Linked DNA regions of Sus scrofa: all the other regions are linked to region 2. Evidence: chromatin contacts called from public HiChIP or PLAC-seq data. All regions are on one chromosome and are shown on one strand. The core of a region is the stretch at or near the end of the contact, and the rest is flanking DNA. Distances in the headings are between cores, read along the strand shown. Region 1 has its middle 31 kb from the start of ARFGEF2. Region 2 overlaps PREX1 (phosphatidylinositol 3,4,5-trisphosphate-dependent Rac exchanger 1 protein). Region 3 has its middle 20 kb from the start of PREX1.

Region 1 (4,330 bases), core at 1,801-4,300, 170 kb after region 2:
CGTGTCATTCATTTTTTTGGAGACTAGCAGGCTACCCGGGGTACATTCTTCTCATGGTGAAATGCAGGAAGGAGCACAGGAGACTAGCCCAATCCAACCAGCACATTTCAAGCCTTTGTTTACACCATGTTCACTAATATCCCATTGGCCAAAGCCAGTAACATGGCCAAGGACAAAGCCAAGAGATGGAGAATTGCATTCCCCCACCCCCCGCCCCTCCAGAAGTGCAGGAAGAAAGGATACTGCTTTGCTCAGCAATAACCTGGTCTACCACAACCAGTGATACGCGGGTGCAGTTGCATTAAAAATTCAAACAAGAAAGTATAAAAGCCTAACAAGGAAGGAAACTCCTTCAACATCTGCTCCATCCCCGCCCCCATCACTTTGAGTTGAGTCCCGTCCGACTTTTTCCCACACTTTCACATACACACACAAAAGGTTTTTATTTTGCACAATGAGCTCATACTATATGTATTTTCACATGACAATTACAAGTATCTAGCCATTTAACAATTTCATTGACCCCATAATTAGGCTTTTTGCCTTGCTGTTTTGTAAGTGAGGAATCTAGGGTTAGGATGCTCACCCAAGATCTTGCGGGCTTACCCACCTCATCAATACTGAGCCAGGATTCAAACCCAGGACTTTCCAAAAATGATTTTCATTACAAGGAGGCTGCCTCTATAAAGGAGGGATCCAGGAGTTCCCCTGGTGGGTTAAGGATCCAACATTGTCACTGCAGCAGCTTGCATTGCTGCTTTGGCGCAGGTTTGATTCCTGGCCTGGGAAATTCCACATGGCCAAAGAAAGGGGGCATCCAGGTGTACCCCCAGACTTATTACCAGCCCATTATACCTATTCTCTGGGACCACAGAGAAGGAGATGGGTGGTCCGTGTGTGTGTGTTGAGAGTGAGTGCGTTTTAGGAAAAGGAAAGGGAGTATTCACTATGACCAGGCTTGTGTTGGGAGCTTTGGGAGACACGATTTAGAGGGAAAACCTTCACCCTCCATTCACTTACAATTAAGCCAAAATAACAAGGAGTCTCTCTTGAGGCAGTTAAGAAACACGGCAGGACATGCTCGTTGGAGGGTTGGTACCTACGGGATATCTTCTCCATCAATCTATGAGTTGGATGCTGGAGGGGGACGTGAGCCTCAATCACAAGGATTTCGAGAAAGGAAAGAAGAATCCTGGCATACACTGAGGACAACGGTGATTGCTACGCTCAACTGACGTAGTGACAGGTGAGCCGTGAGTGTGTCACCAGGGAGTTTCCCGTAGACGGGGCTCAGAGAAGGCTTCTTGAGGAACTGCCCTTCCAGGAGAAACCTGAAGGCAGAGTGGGAATTAGGCAAAGAACAAGGGAAGAGAGGGAAGGGCGCATGGGAAAGCCTCGCCTGAAGCTGGAGAGGGCTTGGGCATCAGAGGTGGAGAAAGTATTCCTGGGTGGTGAGGCAGAGCAGGGGATGGAGGTCGGGAAACTGTGTGAGATGAGCCTGGGCGGTTGGCAGGGGCTGGGTTTGCAGGGACTGAAGCTGATCTGTGTTGGGAAGGTGGATAAAAGGGGAGGGTGGTGTGACCACGAGCTGGTGCTAGAGGAGGATCGCACATGGATGTGACTGGGCAGAAATGGCTTCGTGAGCACGTAAGAGAACAAGGTCAGGGCGGCACGTGGCTCCGAATCAGGGCCAGGGTAGATGCTGTGTAAATCGGGTGATGATTCCAGATATGATTTTCTCCATTCAGGTGTGCGGCTGAAAACTCAGAGCTTCAAAAGCGTGCCTCGAATAGCAAATCTTGAGAATCCGTTGACATGGAGTTTGAACAAAGCACAGAAGAGACAAATCCTGATGTGTTTGCCAATTGGCATAGAGGAACAGGCAGGGGAGGGATTGGCATTGTCACCTTGTGACACCTGAGCTAGATCTTGAGGAATGAATGGGAGCTCACCAAGCAAGGATGGGGGAAGGGACACGCAGGCAGAAGGCACAGCAGAGGCAAAAAGCCAGGGGGTTCTCAAAGCGCCTGGCGGGTGAAGGGAACAGGTTGGAGGTATGAGCTTAGATTCCTGGAGGAGAGGGGGAGAGGGGATGCGGGGGGTGCAGGTGGTCGGTGGGTAGGCTGTGCGGAGCCTCCTGCACCAGACATGGGAACTGGGGCACAGCAGGATCAGATGGTTCATAATAATATATCCAGCTCCCCTCTGTGCTCGATCACCCCTGGGGACTAGAGAGGCATGTGGGGCCCTTCCCCCTCTTCGTCTGCACAAAGACACACCTTTTAGGGAGGCCAAGGTGGCAGATGAGGGTGACAGATCCTGTAATCCTATCCCCAGTCCCTGGGTCAGCGGGCTCCCGCCCAAGTCTGCTGTTAAGACAGAGGTTGGAAAACTGCTTTTCTCATCCCCCTGGCCCCAGGTGGCTGGGATGGAAGCCACCGGGGTGCTCTGGAGACAGCATTGGCTGCGGGATGGGCCCCTGAGAGAACACAAATGAAACCCAAGGCAACATGAAAGATGGCGGAGGTGGCCAAGGGCTGAGCTTATCAAGTGAGCTCCTCCTTGGAATCAGAGAAAGGGACAGAGCTTCCCTTGTTTGCTCTCCTTTTACCTCCTGGTAAATTGCCGGCCGGGGGTCTGTGGGACGGAGGCGTGGGTGAGGCTCAGCTATAATCCGGCCTGGGAGGCCGGCAGGTTTCCCGGCCCCCCTGGATTTTTAACATTTTCTTGTTGGAAGTCACAGCCTCAAGCAAACAGTTGAACACCATTTACGGGGAGGGACGGAAAGGTAAAAGACTGTCTCTGCGTCAAAGGAGGTTGTAATCTAGATAATGACAGGGAAAGAGGCCCAGGGCCTTCATCTCTCTCACTCAGCTGGGAGCTCGTCAGGAGCAAGGGCCTCTCAAAACCACACTGACATCTGTCTCTGGGGTCAATATACACGTCCTCTCATTCAGAATTCTTTCAGCTGTGAGTATTAGAAACCCAGCTCAAAACGGCTTAAATGAAAAGTGAAGTATATTGACTTACAGAATTGAGAAATCCAGGGCAAGAATGACTCAGGCGTGACTGGACCGAGGGGTCAACGGAAGTCATAAGGTCAGACTTTCTTCCTTGTGTTGGCCTTGTTCTTTTTTTTTTTTTTTTTTTTTTCCTGTTATAGTTGATTTGCAGTGGTGCGTCAGTTTCTCCTGTACAGCATAGTGATCCAGCCATACATATACATACATACATTCTTTTTCTCATGCTATATTCCATCACGCTCTATCTCAAGAGACTGGCTATGGTTGCCTGTGCTGTACAGCAGGACCTCATTGCTTTATGCATTCTAAATGTAACAGTTTGCATCTACCAACCCAAACTCCCTGTCCATCCCACCCCCTCCCCCTTGGCAACCACAGATCTGTCCTCTATGTCTGTGAGTGTGTTTCTGCTCTGTAGTTGGGTTCACTTGTGCCATAATTGTGTGTGTGTGTGTGTGTGTGTGTGGTGGTTGTTTTTTTTTTTTTTCATTATAGCTAGTTTACAGTGTTCTGTCAATTTTCTACTGTGCGGCATGGTGACCCAGTTACACGTCTATGTATACATTCTTTCTTCTCACATTATCATGTTCCATCATAAGTGACTAGACATAGTTCCCAGTGCTACACAGCAGGATCTCATTGCTTATCCATTCCAAAGCATTCGTGCCATATTTTAAATTCCACATATAAGTGATATCATGCGGTGTTTGTCTTTCTCTTTCTGACTTACTGCATTTAGCATGAGAATCTCTACTTGCATCCATGTTGCTGTATATGCCACTATTTCATTCTTTTTGTGGCTGAGTAGTATTCCATTGTAGATATGTACCACATCTTCTTAAGCCATTCATCTATCAATGGACATTTGTTTCCATGTCCTGGCTGTTGTGAATAGTGCTGCCGTGAACACAGGGGTGCGTGTATCTTTTTGAATTATAGTTTTGTCCGGATATACGCCAGGCACTTCTGCTGGAATACTTCCCTCACAGGCCTCATTCTTAAGTAGATTCTTACTAAGTGGTGGCTCTTGGTGGCAAGAAGTAGATCTTTAGCAACCCTAGTGGAAAGAGTTTCTTTCTCCCAGGAGTTACAGCAGAAGCACTTGGACTGGATCTTGCTGAACTGATATGGGTCACAAGTTAATTCCTGATACAATCACTGGCCAGAGGTATGGAATATGCTGGTTGGCCAAGCCTGGGCCCCATGTCCATATTATAGCAATATAATATTTTGCATTTGAATAACAGAGCAGCTGGAGTGATTCTTTTTAAAACCTACATCAGAAGAGTTCCCTGGTGGCTCAGTGG
Region 2 (4,314 bases), core at 162-2,661:
GAATCTGGGCGAAGAGCACGCCTGGTAGCGGGAACAGCAGATGCAAAAAGAGTCACGGCGGAAATACATGCGGTGCGTAAGGGAAACAACCAGGAGGCAGTGCGCCTGAAGGAGAGTAAATGAGAGAGAAGGAGAAACAGCGAAACTGAGAGACAGACACACAAAGACGTAGAGAGGCACAGAGCAAGAGGATGGCAGATCTGAGGAGCGGCCACCAACACCGCCCCTCCCCAGCCCCCCAGTTTTCTCATCTGTAAAATGGGTATATTAAAAAAAAAAAAAAAAAAACCACCCTTGCCTTCCCAGGAACCTGGGAGGGAACCTGTAAAAAGGCTGCAGGGCCTTAATCCACACGCCCCCCCCCCACCTTGCACCTCCCACCACGCACGTGGGCTGGACGTTCTAAAGGTCAGGCCGGCCTTAATCAAAGGGTTTCAGCCACGTAGTAAGTGTGATGAGAAAGGAACTGAGACAGCAGAGACCAGCTGGGCCTCAAGACATCACCGAAGATGTGCAGGCCGAGTCACTCAACCGAAAGGACAGCGCTGGTAGATATAAGGTTCTTGAATCCGCTGGCCCCGACGTGCCTGAAGGCTCCAGTATCTCTACATCTCTCTGGTCCCTCAAAAATCACAGACAGAACACTCCTGGGGGCTGCTTTCCACACGTGGCTTCCTGGGCTGGCTTCGCCCCTGGGGAGCTGGCTGACCCAGGGCCAGATGCCCTCCACGCCAAGCCTCGGGTTCACCATCCGCAAACCAGTGACGAGCAGGGTGGTGACAATGACTGTCGTCACCAGTCAACGCCTCCCGCGTCTTTACTCTGTGCCTATGACGTAGGATCTGCTTCGGTCCCATTTAACCGATGAGACTGAGGCTCAGCGGGACAGCCCAAGGCCTCTAAGAAGGAAGAGGCGGCACGTGGATTTGAACCCCACCGCCTGGTTCTGCGTGTGGTCATGGTGAGGGCTAAGGCAAACACTGTGAAAAAGGACAGCCTTGCTAAGCCCCCGGCAAGGCCATGACCAGCCCTGCGGTGGTACCGCACCCGCGAGCGGGGCTGCGAGCAGCCAGCTGCCAGCTGGGGCACGGCTCTGAGCGCGCCCCGAGGAGCACCTGCTCCCCCACCAACCCATCTCCAGTCGCTTCGTTGCTGCCCTGCCTGACCAGAAACAGCGGCCTCTTTTCTGGAGAGCAGATCCTCATGGTCCCAAGGCCCAGCTGTTCTGTGACATCGGGACGCTGTGGGTTTGCTGAGCGCCTGCCACGGGCCCAGGGACAGGCCAGAGGGGAAGCAAGTTGGGGAGATGGAGCCCCGTCTCTGGGGGTGACGGAGCTGGGAGTGCGGAGGCGGGCGTGGACGACAGCCCGTGTGGGGCACATGCTCTGGGAAACCGGAGAAGGGGAAGGACAGCGCGGCCGGAAGGGCATCAAGGAGGAAGCGAGCCGGAGGCAGGCGGGTCATTGGGGGCTGAGCTTTTTGTACAACAGACCTATTTTGTTCCTCACTCAAAAAATACTGACTGAGCAAGGGGTCTGGGAGGGGAGTACAGGGGTCTGGACAGAGAAGGCCCTCAGGAATCTCCCAGTCAAGAGGGGAAGAGTCCAGAGGCTGAGTATGACCACCAACGGGAACCTGAGAGCCAGGACGCAGCGAGTGTGGACGCTCTGTCCAGCTCACTCGAGCCTCATACCAGCCCAGCCCTGCGAGGGAGTTCTGGTGCTTATCCTCATTTGATACAGTGGCACAGAGAGGTCAGGTCCTCGACCTGAGGTCACACAGCAGATTTGAGCCTGACCAGTCTGGCTCTGGGGTTAGTGCTCTGGACTTCTATACTATTTCCAAGCTTTCAGTAGTGAACTAGGAACACCTCCCTCTCAAGGGAATAGAATTGACATGATTGCTAAGTGCTAGGCAAGTGGAGGGACCCAGAGAGAGGGAGGAGCAGTGGTCTAAGAAAGTCTCTCTGAGATGGGCCTCCAGGTGGAGACCCGAATGAAGTGAGGGCCTGGGTCACACAAACATCTGTGGGAGCAGTACTCCAGACAAGAGAAGAGCACAAGCAAAGGTCCTGAGGCAGTGAGAAACAGCAAGGAGGCCAGAGAGGCTGTAGCAGAGTGAGCGAGACAGACAAGGAAAGGTGATGAGGTTGGAGATACACGCCAAAGCCAGATCACGCAGGGCCGGCGGGTGGGGGTCAGGGGGTGTCTCTGGGTTTCCTCCCAAGAGCCTGGGAGAGGCAACAAGGACTTATGAGCTGAGGTCTGACACCATCCAAATTATTTAACTTTTAAAGAATCTCTCCGAGTGGAAGATGCACATAAAGTGAACATAAAAGCAGGAAGACCACTGAGTGGCTACTGCAACAGTCCAGGCAAGAGATGCTCAAAGTTGGAATCAGGAAGCTCTGTGCCCTAGTCATTCATTCATTCACCCATCCATGTACCAGGCCCCATGCTGGGCCCTCTGTTGAGGACACAGATGACACAGATATGGCCTCCTGGAGCTGATGGCTTACTTGTAGGCATGTCCACAGATAAAAGTATAATAAAATGGAGTTTCTGCTGTGGCACAAGGGGATTGGCACATCTCTGCAGCACCAGGGCAGAGGTTTGATCCCAGGCCCGCACAGTGGGTTAAAGGATCCGGTGTTGCCCCAGCTGCAGCATACTGCAAACCGGATCTGACCCCTGGCCTGGGAACTCCATATGCTGCAGGGCAGCCAAAAAAGGAAAAAAATATATATAATAAAAGCCTGTAACGTATGATGGGGAATTCGGTTCAACACACCAAAGCACCCTCAACCCCGTGCTCCAAAACGAGTAGCTTTGAGCATCTGAATCTTTGTCAGGCTAGCCAAGGCCAAAGAGGGGAGTGCGGCCAGCCAGCTCCCTATTTCCTCCCAGTGAGCAGGGACAAAGGCTCAACCCCTCAATACACAGCCAACATCCCCTCCTAAAACCAGGGGGTCGGAGGGCAGTCTGAGGACCAAGCCACCCCACTACCTGCCACAGTACAGGAAGCTTTATGCTCTGTCATTTCCACGTGGTCCTCGCTTCTCTGGGGCCTCTGAGCTTCTCTCAGTCTAGATCGGTGCCCACGTCTCTGACCACTCCTCTAGCCTGTGTCCCTGGGGTCCTGCCTGCCCCCCCTTCCCCCCAAGTGTGACACCCTCACCTCTCTCATTCTTGAGATTAAAACTAATGGGCTTAGCGTAACCTGGGAAGCACAGCCACCCCATCCCAAACCCCTGGACACTGGAATTTCAGTGATCCTCCTCTGATGGGTTCCCTGAGGGGCTGCCAACACCGAGCAGCTGGTAAAAGTGAGAAAAAGGTTATTTCCCTTTTCCATCTGGCTGTCCCCACCTCTCCTCCCGCCCTAGGGCTGCTAGGCATGGAGAATGGAAACTGAGCAGGACCTCCTGGCCAGGCCCCTGGCTGGACCAAAACTGCAGGGAAGGTATTGGCTTTGGTGTCTCGGTTCCCAAGGGAGTGCTAACTCCACTCTGCCCAGCCACAAACTCAGGGCCTGGGCCTGCCTCTGGGCCTTTGCACTTGCTGTGTGCGCTTTACTGGCACATGCTTTCTCCAAATTATCAGAGGTGGTACAGTACTAGCATAAGGTTAGGCATACAAGTCACTGGAAAAGAATCAAGAGTCCAGAAATAAACCCTGACATTTATGGCCGAGAAAGTTTTAACAAAGTGCTAAGACAATTCCTTGGGCAAGTGCCATCTTTTCAACATGTGCTGCTGGGAAAACCGGGTATCCACAGGCAAAAGAATGAAGTTGGACCTCTTTCTCACACTGGACACAAAAATTAACTCAAAGTGGATCATGGGCCTAAATGTAAGAGCTGAAACTATAAAATTGTTAAAAGAAAACATGAGTAAATCTTTGTGACTTCGAGTTAGGCAAAGACTTCTTAGATACAATGTCAGATGTACAGGCAACTAAAAAAAATTCCATAAGCTGGACTTCAGCAAAATGAGAAACTTTGTCTTTCAAAGAACACTGTAAAGAAAGTAAAAAGAGAAGCCACAGAATGCGTAAATTATATATCTGACAAAGAATTTGTAGCCAGTATAAAGAATGCTTAGGGAGTTTCCATCGTGGCTCAGTAGTTAACGAATCCGACTAGGAACCATGAGGTTGTGGGTTCGATCCCTGGCCTCGATCAGTGCATTAAGGATCTGGCGTTGCCACAAGGTGTGGTGTCGGCCACAGACACGGCTCAGACCTGACATTGCTGTGGCTCTGGCGTAGGCCGGCGGCTACAGCTCTGATTGGACCCCTAGTCTGGGAACCTCCA
Region 3 (3,955 bases), core at 399-2,898, 140 kb after region 2:
GGAAGACTCTCTTATTAAGTTGTGATCTGAATGCTGAGCCAGAACCAGTTCGGCAAAGTGCAAGAAGAGCTTCCTAGGCAGGGGAAAATGGCAAGTGCAAAGGCCCTGAGGCTGGATCACACTTGGAACATTCCAAGGGCAGCAAGGAGCCAGTAGGGTGGGAACAATGAGTAGTGAGAAGAACAGTAGGAGAGGAAGTCAGATTAGCTACGTGGAGACAGAAGATGCACAGTTTTTGTGCTAAGCACAGTGGGCAGCCAGGGGAGGGATTTAAACAAGGCTGTGCTATGAGCTGACTCAGGTTTGTTTTTTTGTGTTTTTGTTTGTTTGTTTGTTTGTCCTTTTTAGGGCCGCACTCGCAGCATATGGAGGTTCCCAGGCTAGGGGTCTAATTGGAGCTATAGCCACCAGCCTACGCCAGAGCCACAGCAACACCAGATCCAAGCCACGTCTGTGACCTACACCACAGCTCACAGCAACGCCAGATCCTCAACCCATTGAGTGAGGCCAGGGATCAAACCCGCAGCCTCATAGTTCCCAGTCAGATTTGTTTCCACTGCGTCACCACAGGAACTCCTGATTCAGGTTTTTAAATGGTCACACTGTTGAGTGCAAATAGCCTATAATTAGAATAATAATAACAAAATGACCATAACCAACCCTTTTGTAATACCGACTGTGTGCCAGGCATTGTTCTGAGCAATGTCCACATATTAACTCATTATGTCCTTATAATAATGAGCATGACTATGGTGCCATTTTATAGATGAAGAAACTGAGGCACGGGGAAGTAAAGTGACTTGCACAGGGTTACACAGTGAGTAAATCCTAGCTTGGACTATAGGAAACAGGGAGCCCCGCTGGAGGCTATCTTGTATATGGTGAGAGGGGGCTGGCTGGCTTGGGCCTGACTGGTAGTACTGGAGACAGAAGATCAGGAATATAACATCAAGATAAAAAGAAGCTTCTGGTGATGTGCATAGTATCCGGTCTGCGCCTTCAGATTCCCTTCCCCAGCAGGACTTGCATCAAGGGCTCTGGCGGGAAGACAGGTCACCGGCTCCTGGTGCTCCCTGCCCTCTTTATGGAGAGCTCTCCCCACCCCCACCCCACCCAGAGCCCCGTTGTGCTGCGACACCTCGGCATCTTGTTCCTCTCACATGACCACCTCCCCTTTGGAGAACAGCCCGAGGCAGCTATAACTGTCTCCAGCCTTGGTCTTGTCCTGCCCCTGCCCCTGCCCCTGCCCCTGCCCAGCTTCGCCTGGATCCAAAGATAAAAAGCCGCCAAAAAGCCCGGCACAGTGCCTCGCTCTAGGAGGAGAGCACTTTGCAGACGCTCCCTGAGCCTCTGCAAAACTTCTATTGTGTTGCCAGAGACAGAAAACAATGCTAGTGGCCCAGTCGCCAGCCAAAGACAGCGCGGGCAAACTTGCTGGGTCCCAGCTCTGCTGTGAGCCTGAGCTCCTGGGAGGCAGAGGGGCTGGAGCAGAGCAAGATGTGCGCTTGACACTGCTGTCTAATGAGGGGCACGGCCTCCACCCACCCATGCCTCTCACCGGAGGCCAAGGAAACCAGAATGGGGCAGAAAGCAAGCCCGAGGTGACCAGCTTGACCTTTAAAGGCAAGGCAGGAGTTTCTGCAAAGCGTCTGGGAGTCCCCTGAGTATCTATTCCCAACCCCCAGGGGCTAGAAGGTCAACCTCTCAGTTCCTCATCTACACAGTGCCCATTTCACACAGTGAAAGTGTGAAAAGCTAGGGACCTACCCACGACTGGGGTCTGCTCTGGGGCTTTCTAAAAAAATGAAGTGCACAGAGCCTGAGCAGAGAACTCACCTTGTACAAAACACCCAGTGCCAGGCTCTGGGGATTCAGAGAAAAGGAAAGCACCCTATCCTCTGTGGACAAGGTGGGGGTAAGATGAGTCCTGTAGAGGCAGAGGTTTGAAGGAGAAATCAAGGAAGGCTTCAAGGAGGAGGGTGCCTTTTTCAATGCTCTTTTTATTTATGTACTTATTTATTTATTTTTTGCTTTTTTAGGGCTGCATCCACAATGTATGGACGTTCCCAGGCTAGGGGTCCAACTGGAGCTACAGCTGCCAGCCTACGCCACAGCCACAGCAACACCAGATCCGAGCTGTGTCTGCGACCGACACCACAGCTCATAGCAACACTGGAACCTTAACCCACTGAGAGGGGCCAGGGAACGAACCCACATTCTCATGGATGCCAGTTGGGTTCATTAACCACTGAGCCGCAACGGGAACTCCTTCAATGTTCTTTTTAGAGGCAGAGAGGATTCCCCACCTGCTCAGCACACTTGTAAGCTTCTTGATTGCACAATCTGTTGTCCTGAATTATTTTCATTTTCCACAGAATTCAGAACTGAATATTGCGGGTTTCCAGTTAATTTTTTTGACAGTAAAAGGACTGAGAGGATTCCTATTCTCGCCCTCCTCCCTCTTCCTTTCCTTCTTAAGAAAAAATGACTAAACAAATAAAATATGCACAAAAGAGGCATATGTTCTTTTTTTATGTAAATGTATAGGCCACGTCCTTTACTTTTTTTTCCCAGTCACTGAAGGAATAAAAATGTGCATTGCTGGAACTTTGGAAAACCCCAGATGAGCATATGAAGAAAATGAAAATCACCTAATTTTCACCATTGAAAAGTAAATACTCTTAACACGTCACGGTATTCCTCTCTAGGCTTTGGTGGTTATTCTATGATTAAGATGAAATTCTTTACAATGAAGTGCATAGATCTGAAATGAATCATTCGATAAATTTTGACAAATTCCTACCCCATGTACACCCCCCCCATCAAGATCTAGAACATTCCTGTCATCCCAGAAAGTTCCCTCAGGTCCCCTCCAGTCAATGCACAACCCCCACAGACAACCATCCTTCTGATTTCTATCACCGTAGATTAGTTTTGCCTGTCGGATAATTGGAATCATATGGTATGTGCTTTTTTGTGCCTGGCTTCTTTCACTCAGCATGATGCTCTTAGACCCGTTCACGTATCAATGGCTTGTTCCTTTTTATTCCTGAGTCGTGTTCCAGTCTGTGAATGTACAGAGTGTTCGCCTAGCCACGCAGTGATGGTCTTTTGTGTTGTCTCTGCTTTAGGGCTGTTATGAACAAGGCCGCTGTCAACATTGGTGGTCACGTCTCTGTGTGGACACAGCTTTTCCTTTTCTTACACAAATACTTAGGAGTGGAATTGCTGAGTCACATGCTTAGCTTTTATCAGAAATTGTCCCCAGCTTTCCAAAGTGGTTGTACCATTTTATATTTCCACCAGCAATGGGATGAGGGTTCCAGTTAATGCTCTTTTCATGATACAAATAACACATGGCTACATTCTTCCATATCGCTAAAGGGCCTTTGGCCAATCGCTGGGCATCCACCACACACCCCAGAATAACACAGTCAGCAGGTTGGGGTGCTTCTTTGCAGACCTTTTCCTGTGCCCTTTTAAACATAAATGAGTACCCATAGAAAACACACGGTATTGTTCCGCGGCGATTCTTTTTGCAAAAATGGGAAACCTTCTCCCATTGTGTATTTCTTCCTTGTATTTATCACCCCGACATACAGTTTATTCCCTGCCTCTACCCTCCCCCCTAGATAGGATGTTAGCTCAGCCAGGGTAGGGAGTTTGTTGTGGTCACTGCTGTATTCCCAGTGCCTTGATCAGTGATGCTCCATGAAGGCTGGTGCTCCATGAATATTTATGGAATGCAAGGATACTGTCAGTATTGTTCTGGAACTCCCTTTTTCCCCCTCTATAAGTCATAGAGCTTTCTCTGTCAGCCCTTACAAATCTATTTCCTTCCTTAACCTGGTGCATGCCATTCTGTAATAGGATATGCAAATTTTCTTTTTCATTCCCCTAGGAAAGGACACTTAGGTTGCTTCTGATTTTTCATTATTAGGAGCACTGCTGCATA

Evidence for each region. HiChIP or PLAC-seq counts read pairs in DNA pulled down with a chosen protein or histone mark.
Region 1: a contact with region 2 is called in an H3K27ac HiChIP or PLAC-seq map of alveolar macrophages. The contact joins two enhancer-like sites. A contact is called at or near these places in 1 of 47 Hi-C or Micro-C datasets (embryonic fibroblasts) and 1 of 2 datasets of contacts at active chromatin or transcription factors (alveolar macrophages).
Region 3: an H3K27ac HiChIP or PLAC-seq map of alveolar macrophages shows a contact between it and region 2. The contact joins two enhancer-like sites. A contact is called at or near these places in 1 of 47 Hi-C or Micro-C datasets (embryonic fibroblasts) and 2 of 2 datasets of contacts at active chromatin or transcription factors (alveolar macrophages and skeletal muscle).

The regions. Positions count from the first base shown.
Region 1 is chr17:50,598,596-50,602,925 of Sscrofa11.1, forward strand. It overlaps the pseudogene LOC110257393. Among named protein-coding and RNA genes, the nearest start is that of ARFGEF2, 31 kb to the right of the region's middle. Within about 2 kb of position 3,051, at least 10 of the 83 cell types and tissues checked have an H3K27ac peak or open chromatin away from gene starts, as enhancers often do. A contact at or near this core is called in alveolar macrophages, where this site is marked.
Region 2 is chr17:50,427,285-50,431,598 of Sscrofa11.1, forward strand. The region is part of intron 5 of PREX1 (phosphatidylinositol 3,4,5-trisphosphate-dependent Rac exchanger 1 protein); the gene reads right to left. Among named protein-coding and RNA genes, the nearest start is that of PREX1, 120 kb to the right of the region's middle. Within about 2 kb of position 1,412, at least 9 of the 83 cell types and tissues checked have an H3K27ac peak or open chromatin away from gene starts, as enhancers often do. A contact at or near this core is called in alveolar macrophages, where this site is marked.
Region 3 is chr17:50,568,368-50,572,322 of Sscrofa11.1, forward strand. No RefSeq gene overlaps it. Among named protein-coding and RNA genes, the nearest start is that of PREX1, 20 kb to the left of the region's middle. Within about 2 kb of position 1,649, at least 22 of the 83 cell types and tissues checked have an H3K27ac peak or open chromatin away from gene starts, as enhancers often do. A contact at or near this core is called in alveolar macrophages, where this site is marked.